3 separate regions of the Mus musculus genome follow, and all the other regions are linked to region 1. The links are chromatin contacts, called in public Hi-C and HiChIP or PLAC-seq maps. All regions are on one chromosome and are shown on one strand. The core of a region is the stretch at or near the end of the contact, and the rest is flanking DNA. Distances in the headings are between cores, read along the strand shown. Region 1 holds the start of 1700108J01Rik (RIKEN cDNA 1700108J01 gene). Region 2 overlaps Clybl (citrate lyase beta like). Region 3 overlaps Gm5089 (predicted gene 5089).

Region 1 (3,649 bases), core at 1,120-3,619:
GCTTATTTCAATTTGACTATAGAACTCTTATATCTACATCTATAAACAAACACCTATGATTTCATATTTCTATCTGCTCCTGTTGTTTCAGATAAGACTATTCACTAATAGGAATATTATGAAGATTTTAGATTTTTTTATGAATATGAGTACACTGTAGATGTCTTTAGACACACCAGAAGAGGGCACCAGATCCCATTACAGATGGTTGTGAGCCGCCATGTGGTTGCTGGGAATTGAACTCAGGACCTCTGGAAGATAGCCAATGCTTTTAACCACTGAGCCATCTCTCCAGCCCAAATTTTTAGTTTTTAGAGGAAATTAAATAATTAGAATGAATAAACCAGTAAAAAAAATCTAATAAAATATTTATTATAACTATAGGAATACTTAATGTAGTAAAAAACAAAGTAGTAACTTTTAAAATAATATCAAATACACGAATTATATTACTTCATCAAGACTGTATGCTATGTGTCTGTATGTTGTGTGTTTGTATATGTGTTCTGTGCTGTGTATATATGTATGTGTGTGCATTGTATGTGCTGTGTATGTGTGTGCATACGTGTAAGCAATGTACGTGTATGTGTTATACACTGTATATGTGTATGTGTATGTCTGTGTGCACTGTGTGTGCATGCTATGTGAGCATGTGTATCTGTGTGTGTGTTGTGCTGTATATATGCTATATGCTATCTGTGTATATGCACACTATATGTGTGTGTGCACTCTTGTGTGCACACTAGAGGTCAGGTATCTTTCTCAATCACTTTCAACCTGTTTTCCCCCTAAAGTAGGGCCTTACTAAGTAGCCCTGACTGTCTTGGGTCTCAATATGTAGACAAGGCTGACCTTGAACTCACACAGATCTCCCTGCCTCTGCCTCCTGAATGCTGAGATAAAAACCATGCCCAGCTCCAACCTTATTTTTTGAAGCAGAGTCTCTAAGTGAACCTGGCTGGCTAGCAAGTCCCAAGAATCTTCTGTCTCCACCTCCTCAGTGCTGGGTCACAGTGTACAAGCTGTGCCTTTCCTGTACATGAATGTTGCTGATCAAGAACTGAGCCTCCTGCCTACACAGCAAGGAGGAGGCCATTCCCTTGGCCATCCATCCCCCTTGGCCCCATCAAGATAACGTTTAGTGTGGAAACAATTTGCCTCCCATAACCTGTCCTATTTTATACTTTGTAGACTGAAACCGGTACACGTGCAGAGTCCAATCGTTCTAATTGTTCTAATTATCATCACACCCTGATCCTGCTGCAGAAGACAGCAGGTGGCCTTTCCGTTCCTCCGGAGGGAGCTCCCTGTGGGCAGGCTCAGCTTCCTGAGGAGGACTGCCATGGGGTCCTTCCATAAGGTGCATGTTGCTGCAACCCAGGCTGCTACGTGTTCAATATCAGCATATTAAGTGCTCAGTGCTCTGCTCAGAACAGATCAAAGCCTATGGAAAAACAAGGTCTCACTATGTACCGTTGGCTAGCCTGGAACTCACTAAGTAGAGCAGATTGACCTGGAACCTGTGTCAACCCTTCTGTCCTGCCTCCTGAGCACCCTCATATCTGCCGTTATGATTTTGGACCTTGAGTCCCCAGAAACCCTAAAGCTCCCAAACACAGCTCTCTTCTCTGTTCCTCTCTGATGGGTCTCCACCAAACCCATTCGCTTAGAAAGAACCTGCATCCTAAACCAAAACTCCAACATGTGAGTTCAATAGGCAGAAACTTGGGTGGGCATAGGACACTTGGACCCGGGCATATCAGCATCCCTCTAGGAGACCCCTAGTTAAAAGTGGTAGTCACATGACCCATAGAAGTGCTGCCTTGCCACACCCAAACATAGCCGAGAGCATCTTTCTTTCGGCAGCAGGGCCCCCTTACTTGTGTGACTGTATGACCATCGCTGGTAGCCTTTTAGTGGTAATAGAAATTTTCACATTAATGCTGTAAATTCTGCAACATATTTTGACGCCTGATATATCAGATGCGGGGGATGGGGATAAAAACCACAACTGCATAATGAAAAAACATTTATTTTCCCCCTTAGTCCTAGCAGGTCAGCAATTGCAAGCCACTCTGCAAACATACATGAGGTTAGGGACATGGAAGGAGAGGCTAGCCAGCGTCTCACAGCACAAATCACTGTCCCGAAATTTAAGAAGAAAGGAGGATGGGAGCCCTTGGGAGGAAGACCTATAAGATTGGCGAGAGTCCCAGTGTAAAGCGGATTGTTTCTAGAACCATCTTGGAGAGGTTCTTCCACCGGGGGGTCTGCTCCAGGTGGTACACCCACCGGGTCAACCCTTTGTAGTGAGGGCCATCCCGGCATCACCCAGCCAGTTCCAGACCCCTTGCAGAACGCGGAGGTTGGCAACAGCAACGGCTTTTCTGGATGCGTCAGTATTCACCTCCACCCCCCAGGCCTTTCCCAAATGTCTGTTCCTTTCTCCCTCAGCCCCACTGCTACTACGCCCCGGGTGGGCTTCTCAACCCTGCTGTCTGTGAATGTCCCAAAGCCCACAGGGGCCTCCAGTCCAGGACTCGGCTAGCAGGTAGGCCCTGTCCTCTGCCATCCTTCCTGCTTCCGTTCTGGCAAGAGAAAGCCCTCAGCCAGCCCTCCCCGGACAGATCTTGGAAATGATTAATCTCTCAGATTAAACTGAATGAGCTCAATATAAAAATATTTTTAAAAAACAGTAGGGTCGTTAAAGAGTGACAGATTTAAGCGCCATCTGGGCTCGCTGGTCAGGGTGGCGCGAATTCCATCAAACGGCTGAACGGTGCACGATCTGAGAATCCCATCTGTTTTATCTAACATGCCTCCGTCCGACAGTTTTGCCATTTTGATGTTAAGAGTTGTTTAAAGAAAACATTATTCTATGGGATATAGAATAATGCTCTCTCTAAACTCCCTGAATGAAAATGTACACTTGATTATCACAATGTCTGATGGACTGGAAGCGCCACTGGATCCTAACAGTGGTCCCCGAGCAACTCCAAACGGACTTCTTTTCACACACATGGTCATTTCCACCAGTTTATTTTTGTAAACCTTCGGGACCATATGTGGAGATGTTTCTTCGGGTTATCCTATGAAAGTACACTTTAGGGTTTTTTGTTTGTTTTGTTTTGTTTTGTTTTTGTCCCCACTGAAAACTATATTGACTAAAAACTATATATATATATATATATATATATATATATATATATATATATATATATATAATAAAATGGGATTTTTTCTTTCTATTATTAATCCTTTCTCTGTATCCCTCAACTAAAATATTTTTATGGAAATATTGCTGTGAAAAATACTCATGAAACACTCAGGCAGTTTTAATTATCCATGAGACTTATGTTTTTCTTCTTTCTTTAAGCAGAGGGGGGACCCATCCCTAGCCTTTCTGTTTCTGACCCTGGCCACTTTGGAATGCTTCTCTGCCTGCTTAGGCTGTAAAACAAGTTCTAGAAACATCATTTGGATTTCCCTGTGCCTGTTGACATGGTTCTGTTTCTGAAATAGTGGCAAAACAAACAAACAAAAAACAAAAACAAATAAAACCCAGATATATACTGTGGCCACTTCATCTTTAACAAATGAAGAAAAATCATTTCCAAAAGAAATCTAGGAGGGTGAGAAAGGATAGTAT
Region 2 (3,816 bases), core at 1,282-3,781, 150 kb before region 1:
TAACAATGTTAGTTAAATTATAAATACTTTACATCCTGGGAATTAAAACAGGAATAGAGCATATGTTGAATGACCTTTTAGTAACGGATTTTAATAAGAGAAACCAAGCTGAAGTTCCAAATTTTAGCCAACAACTACTTCTGTTCTTATTAACAGGGATGGCTGTGCCAGGTAAAACTGACTAATCTCAACCTATCTTTTGAGCACCATTACCTGCCAAAGGGTCATAGAAGAGGTGAGTTGAGTAGCGTTATTTTTCTAGGGTGAATTGTTTTCTCACGTGCTCTCATACTAAGTGCATCAGACTCAATTTCCATGGAACTGCTAACTAAGAGAAAGGAACACAGGATGATGAAAGTCTGAGCCCCAACAACTCACCTGCTCGTGACATAAGCCTTCCCACGGTTGTCATTTAGAGAGATGGGGAAGAAAATGTAGGACTTTTCACTATTGCCACGATCAGAAAACATAACTGACCCACTGTTAACTGCCAGCTCTGGCCACGCTTCGGTGTAATTGAAGACGGGGGTGGGAGAAAAGCAAGGGTACATCGTAGTGCCTTTTTGGACTGTTTCTACTTAAAGGAATTAATTAAATGAAATTTTCATCAGAGGAGAGGGATAGGGCCTCGGGGAAACTCATGAGCACCTCACCAGGACGCAAGCCATCCATTTTCCAGCCTTGGGAGTCATCTGTGCTTTGGACAAAATATCCGGGAGTTCGTATTTTTCATAAATGGTACTCATTTGAACTAAGACAGATGAAATGTTTGTTGGAGGTGATACTTCCTACTGCCGTGAGCTTTTTTTATAGGGGATCTCTGCCAAAATAACCCACACACTATTTAAACCACACGAGCCCCTCAAGACCCAAGGCACCTACCTGCAGGCCCAATGTTTGAGGCCAGCTAGTTTATAGGCGCAGTGAAAGGATCATGCTAACTGGATAAAATAACCATATGTCCCCACCGGAGGCTCCATTACTTGAGTCATTTAAGCCTCTCTGGACAAAAAGCACCAGGGCCATTTGCTGTTGGAAATCAAACCTCCACAAAGTGGACATAGGAGAAATGACCTAATAGGTAATGCCGGCTTCTGTGTTAAGGAAAGCTGGCCTGCCACACTGTTGTGAAAGCGAATGCCCTAATTATACCCCAACAAGAGGGGCACTTCTTATTTGGAGAATGAAAAGGGAAAAAAAGCCCAGATTTAACATTTACATCACCATTATCAAAGGCCTGGGCAATTTTCCCTAGGAATAATATTTTCGAGATATAATGGAAAAAGTGTGTGTGGGGTGGGGTGGGGTGGGGCACAGTTTGTAGTCTTTATTCAGGAACTTAAGAGGCAGAAAGGGAGTGTTTCTGGTCTGACTTTTGTTTGGGAGCTGGTGAGGTGTGTGTGTGTGGGTTAACCTTTACCATCTGCTTATAAGGCCAGGTATCCATCTCAAGGGAGCACATGCTGCCTCAGTTTACTCTCTCAATATGCATTTACTGCTTGCACACTGTCCGCTGGTATAAGGCAGAATAGAGGAAAAGGATACATAGAGTGAATGTGTGTGTGTGTGTGTGTGTGTGTGTGCGCGTGTGTGTGTGTACACTTGTGCGTGTGTGTATATGTGTGTGTGTGTTTCTGCATACATACAGGTATGTGGGAAGGACATGATGGGGTTCGCATGTGTGGATTAAAGATTGCACAGCTTTTCTTTCTAGGTAAATATGTTCATTTACTGCAATCCTCATTTTGGATTGAAATACAGAAACAAATGTGAAATACAATTTCAACTTAAAATTACTTTTCTGTGAAATAGATAATTTTTTGATGGCCACCATTGACATGAAATGAAAAAAAAAAAAACAAACCAACCCTATTTTTCGTAAATTTGGTATATTGTCCAAATAGGATCTTTCCTATGTAGATATTCTGCCTTTGGATATTAAGCGTGTGTCTGTACAAAGGTTAGTCCGTGTGTGGAGCAGGGGGTGGAGAGGAAGAGGGAGGTGGTATGCTTGGTCAGGGTTGAAGGCAGACATCCACAGGGAATGACCTACTTAATGTTGTCACCCATTTGTCCAAGTCGTGGGACTTTCATGTGTCCTTGCAGCCAGGGATCATGTAAAGGACACTTCTCACATGGGTGTCACAGACCCACCACTGAAAACCAGATTTTGCTTCTCTGCTGTGTTTTTATTTATTTATTTTCACAAGGGTGAGTATTTAACATCTAGGACCTTACTAATCTTTTAGCACCCTTCCTCTCCTAAGCAGTTTTGAGTGGAGGGCATGGCAACTCCATTCCTTACAGAAGTCACGGGCTGAGGTGAGATTATCTCCAGGACAGATTTATAAAAGCAACGTCCCCCCATCCCTCTGAAAAAGAGGCAAACGGTATTATTGCAAATAACCTTTAAGATAATTAACTAACAATGCTGCAACTAGCATAAAATCTTCCTTCAGGCGACACCTAATTTAAGTGTTACTGGCACAAAGTGGAGACAGATTGTGCATTACCACCGCAATATTTACATAGCAGAAACCCACAGAGCGGGAAACGCCAGGCTCAATGAAGCACTAAATTAGAACAACCGTACCCAGTGTTAATTTGCCTTTCATTCTTTCCAAATCTCGGGTCCAGAAATCGGTACAAATCCATCTACAACCTCCTACTCCTAAATGACTAAACCCGAGGAGATGTTAGGACTTTTTCTTTTACCCCACCCCTCCCCACCCCCCAATTAAAATAACTTGAAATTTATTTCTTCTCTCCACAAGAACCATGTGGTCAAACTGTGATTGTTTCGTTGCAACGCGCTCCTACTTTGATCTGAAATCACTCTCATACAAGCGCCGTGTCGAAGACGACACGGCAGAGCCTATTCTGAGACTGCCAATACAGCTTATGAAGAAAATAAATAAGACGAGACAGGGGGACCAATTAGTGAGATATTTAGGGAAAGGAATAGTTGTCTACCTTCCGCAATTTTCTCATTGATAAATTTTATTTCCGTTCCACATTTCCCGTTTCTCCTGCCAAATGTAATGAGTTTTCCTTAAACCATCCTTGTCTGTAATATTTTAAACTCCAGCACCACTCAAATCGAGGTATCAACAAAAACATTTACCTTTCCCAGCTGCTGGTGTTCTTTGAAGGCAGCAATCAGCTCTTCAGCCCACTGAATTTTTTCTGGGGTTGGAGTAAACTGTTCCTGTACCACTGCGATCTGGTTAGGGTGGATCACCTGTTTACCTGCAAAGAGAGCAACCACACTGGAGGCTCAGGGCAGGCCAGATGCACCCAGCTGGGGACATCCCTGGATGCTTCATAGAGTGGGTGCTGAGGAACTGAACAGTACAAAGTAAGACCTGCAATCAGACACACTTTCCCAGAAAACCACATAAGAGCAAACACAAGTATGGGAGTTACTGCACTCTAGATTTACGTAGACGTGCGCCTCCAGCGTAGAAAAGCTCGCATTTTTAGTTACAGGTGGCTAGATTGGGCAGCTTGTTAAATAACTACTTTCCTTGGATTTTAACTGGAGAATGTCTGCAAGTTATCCATTATTTTGAGTTAAAGGTAGAGTGAAATTAAATGAGAATTCTCTCAAATTGTCTAAGCTGTCTAGTGCTTGTTTGCAGGAGGGAGGGGCGGGGGGGGGCTTGTGGTGCTTTCTATAGCTCATATACCAGAGACAGACAGTTATAGTTCAGCTCGCAGTAGATGTTATGATCATATCAATACCAAACACTGCCTTGGAATGATACATTTCATTTTTTTTGAGCATGTTATTTTAAACATGTCAATTTCAATGAA
Region 3 (3,852 bases), core at 414-2,913, 200 kb before region 1:
TTATAGACAAAGCTGAGGCAGGGCATCTCTTGTATTATACAATACCAGGCAATCAATTGGTAGGTAAGCCCAAGCTCCCACCGTGTCATGCTTCCAGTAATACTTTAGGAGACCCAGGAGGTCATCAGAAAAGCAGCTGCTTAGATGACTAGAGCTAGAGGAGGCCCTCAGCAGCACTGAAATTGTGTAGTATATGTTGAGTTGTATGTATTTAACTTGAATTAATTTGCCGCATGTGTCTGGTGGCCATATTGGATGGTACAGCTTTTGTTCATAGGTACAAATTACTTATGAGCTACAAGCTTTTTCAATTAAGGTAATTTTAATTAAATTTACTTCATGCCAGATTATTTATCATCTCTGATATAAGTAGTGAATAACTGAGTGTATCCTGACTGCATATGAAGTGCACATGAGTGACCCTGACTGCATATGAAATGCACATGAGTGATCCTGTCTGCACATGAAATGTACATGAGTGACCCTGACTACACATGTAGTGCACATGAGTGACCCTGACTATACATGAAATGCACATGAGTGACCCTGACTGCACATGTAGCACCATGAGTGATCCTGACTGCACATGAAATGCACATGAGTGACCCTGACTGCACATGTAGCACCATGAGTGATCCTGACTGCACATGAAATGCACATGAGTGACCCTGACTGCACATGTAGCACCATGAGTGATCCTGACTGCACATGAAATGTACATGAGTGACCCTGACTGCACATGTAGCACCATGAGTGATCCTGACTGCACATGAAATGCACATGAGTGACTCTGACTGCACATGTAGTGCACATGAGTGACCCTGATTATAGGGTTTATGTTTGTCCCTCAGCAAGCAGCTCTATAGTGGGCAATGGAAAGGGGCGCTAGATGGGTGGCAAGAGAGGGTTGAGGGATCTGTTTGGGTTTCAAGTTCTGCCATCCTGAATGTAGATTTTTTTTTTTTTTAATCTGAGAAGGTTGCTATATCTTCCCAAATCAGATTCTCTGAGAAGTCAGGAATAAAAGGAATGGAAAGGGCTGGGGGTAGGGTGCCAGGGATTTAGGGTTTGATTCCCAACACCATGGCATGATTTATGGTAATTAAAATCTGGAAATAACTCAAACATATGTCAGTAAGGTACTGTTTGGATAATGTACAATCCAGTTACATAATCACATCTCCTGTAGGCAAATAGCAGTAAGGACACAATGTGTCAGATTGCCAAGAATCTGGATTATTAAATTTAAAAAATGAATTAAATAAATAAAAAATAAGAAAGCTGGAAGCTGGGTGTGGTGCCACACAAGTGTGACCTCAGCACGTAGGATGTGGAGGCAAGGTGAAAAGGCATTTTTCCTTTAAAGGAGGGGGAAGGAGGCAGAGGTGTGAGAGGTCTTGGAGGAAGTGAGCTAACTGTAGTCAATCCTCTAAAAAGCACAAAAATGCAGCCTCGCCCAGGTAGTTCTCTTGTTGACTAGAGCTGGGTCCCGAGGTTCTGCCCCGCAGTCAGTGTACTTTGTGCGCCTCAGAGATCCCACCACAAACTACACTGGGCATCGAAGGTGGAAGGGAAGGGGTTAGCTATCGAACAGGAATAAACCACCATGGGCAGTGGAGAGAAGAGGGGATAACTGGGTCCAGGAAAGCTGGTTCGCTGGACTGTTCGTCACCGCCCTCAGCTCCATAAAAGAGGCCTATGTGCACGGGGCGGCACGGCCAGCCCGAGGGAAAGGTTCTTTTCCGGATCCTTTCTCTGTATTTCTGGAAACCCAGCGGTGTGCACATTTCTCCAGGCATCTACTGGTAGAAACAAGTCCTCGGTGAGCCTGAACCACTGCCTTTTGCTACCACCTGACAGATAGCTTAGCCTGGTTGTTCCCTTGTAAAAAGTGCTCAGTCATCTATGAGGTGGAAGTCACCCTTGTAATGATGGCTGAGCACGTAAAAGGAGGAGCCAAACAAAGGTGGTGATGGCTGTGCTGAGCTGAGAATTGAATAAGAAAGCTTAGCCATTGAAGATTATTTATATGCTAAACCTTAGTGTGTTTTGTTATGCTTCTTTAGTTAAAAATAATAATTTCTGTTACCCGGCGCACACCTTTAATCCCAGAACTCAGGAGGCAGAAGCAGGCGGATTTCTGAGTTCGAGGCTAGCCTGGTCTACAAAATGAGTTCCAGGACAGCCAGGGCTATACAGAGAAATCCTGTCACGAAAAACAAACAAACAAACAAAAAAAAATTTCTGTTACTCTGTATGTGCATAATGAGGTGGAGGTAGGAGGTGGGGGGTCGCTGTGTGCAGGTCGCAACACGAACATGGATACGGGACAACTGTGTATTCAGTTCTCTCCCTCCACTTGTATGTGAGTTTCAGGGATCCAACTCTGATCATCAGGCTTCAGAGGCCTGCCTCTCATGGCCTACGTTCTCCGGCTTCCCCACTTCCAGAGTATTCCTAAGACATTGCCAGTACATGTTCAAACACATGAGTCTCTGGGAGAACATTCAAAATACAAACCATAATAATACACAGGAAATAATTAGGGTCAGCAAAATGGCTCAGTAAGTGAGGGGGCTTGCTGTCAAGGCTGGTGACCTGAGTTCAGTCCCTATGATGCACATGGTGGAAGGGGAGAGCTGATTCCCAAAAGTTATTGTCTGACCTTCACATTCACATCATGGCACATATACACAATACATATAATATATATTATATATTGTATATTATATGTTACATTATGATATATATTATAATAAGAAATATAAAAATAAGTTTAAAGGTTTGTGACAGAAAGAAGAGCAAGGGGGAGTAGCATGTTTCAGGCTCATTTCCTCCTATGGTGCCTCACAATCTGACCGGGTAGTCCAGGGAAGCAGAGTGCATTTTGGCAAAGGGAAAGTCAGTTTCTTTAATTACCATGCATCGAAGTTATATATACATGCAGAGGAAGTTGTGCAGCTATGTAGAGTGACCCTCTGGCCTCTGGTGGAAATTTTCTAACAACCACCAGGCACCTGAGTCTGTATTGTTTGCCTTCTAAGACAAAAGGAATCTCTTCTAAGTAGTTAGCGTAGGTTCCACACATTTTGGTCCTTTTCTCCTTTGTTTTATGAGACATCCAAAAGACTGAGAGATGAAGAACCACAAGGGGTGGTTAGCGCCTAAACATCACTTGAATGTGTGTTTTTGTCCTTGGAGACTTTCTAACGCAGCATATTGAAGAACTGTCAGGGAGATGAAAAAAAAAGCAAAGACTCCTGATATTTAGTTTGAAACAAAGTGAGGAGACATGAGATTTGAATCTAACGAAGGGAAGAATTTCAAAAGAGAAACTGTGCCACACTTCCTGCTTTTTGACTCACATATCAAACAAAGCCAGACTTAGATAATCACTGCTGATCTGTTGCCTCAGTGACACCAGGGAGTGTACACTGACACCAGAATTCTTTACAGCCCCACCACTTACCTTTCAGTGGGCTTGTACTATACTCAGGGGACCTTGACCTCACTTGGATACGGTCAAGGGTATTTTCTGTATCCTCAAGTTGGGCTGTGTGCTTAGTATTCTAAACTTTCTTTGGTAACATTCAGTCCCGGTCAGGTCTGTCCTCTGTAAACATGATTCTAGCTGTTGTAGAGCTTGGTGGAGCAGCTGAAGGTATGCCAAGAGAAATACAGTTTACATTGTTAGCATGAAGAACTCACCCTTCAGCAAAGGAAGCAAGCTCACTTGTAAGGCGATGAACTCAGAGCCACACAAAACAATACTGATCTTTCTATTAGGGAATCTCGGGAATGTGATAGTTTTTCTTGGAAAAAGCCTATAGAACAAATGCTTTTTTTTTTTTT

Evidence for each region. A called contact is a pair of places that touch in the nucleus more often than the background predicts. HiChIP or PLAC-seq counts read pairs in DNA pulled down with a chosen protein or histone mark.
Region 2: a contact with region 1 is called in a Hi-C map of cerebellar granule neurons, with 2.7 times the contacts expected there. The contact joins the enhancer-like site here to the promoter of 1700108J01Rik in region 1. A contact is called at or near these places in 3 of 39 promoter capture datasets (cranial neural crest, frontonasal cranial neural crest and liver), 11 of 484 Hi-C or Micro-C datasets (3T3-L1-derived adipocytes, brain, cerebellar granule neurons and 6 more), 7 of 115 datasets of contacts at active chromatin or transcription factors (embryonic forebrain, embryonic hindbrain, embryonic midbrain and 4 more) and 1 of 9 other capture datasets (embryonic stem cells).
Region 3: a contact with region 1 is called in an H3K27ac HiChIP or PLAC-seq map of embryonic stem cells, with 4 times the contacts expected there. The contact joins the enhancer-like site here to the promoter of 1700108J01Rik in region 1. A contact is called at or near these places in 2 of 484 Hi-C or Micro-C datasets (embryonic stem cells and nephron progenitors) and 10 of 115 datasets of contacts at active chromatin or transcription factors (bone marrow-derived dendritic cells, craniofacial prominence, embryonic basal ganglia and 6 more).

Annotation. Positions count from the first base shown.
Region 1 is chr14:122,232,358-122,236,006 of GRCm38.p6, reverse strand. It overlaps 1700108J01Rik (RIKEN cDNA 1700108J01 gene), which reads left to right and starts at 2,369. Exons shown (of 2, transcript NR_015532.1): 1 at 2,369-2,551. The region is part of intron 1 of Clybl (citrate lyase beta like); the gene reads right to left.
Region 2 is chr14:122,383,631-122,387,446 of GRCm38.p6, reverse strand. Clybl (citrate lyase beta like) reads right to left here. Exons shown (of 8, transcript NM_029556.3): 7 at 3,125-3,249. It overlaps Gm5089 (predicted gene 5089), which reads left to right. Exons shown (of 4, transcript NR_033326.1): 2 at 157-235. Among named protein-coding and RNA genes, the nearest start is that of Gm25464, 2.6 kb to the left of the region's middle. Within about 2 kb of position 2,531, at least 4 of the 459 cell types and tissues checked have an H3K27ac peak or open chromatin away from gene starts, as enhancers often do. A contact at or near this core is called in cerebellar granule neurons and cerebellum, where this site is marked.
Region 3 is chr14:122,432,287-122,436,138 of GRCm38.p6, reverse strand. All of the region lies in intron 1 of Gm5089 (predicted gene 5089), which reads left to right. Among named protein-coding and RNA genes, the nearest start is that of Gm5089, 17 kb to the left of the region's middle. Within about 2 kb of position 1,663, at least 13 of the 459 cell types and tissues checked have an H3K27ac peak or open chromatin away from gene starts, as enhancers often do. A contact at or near this core is called in embryonic stem cells, where this site is marked.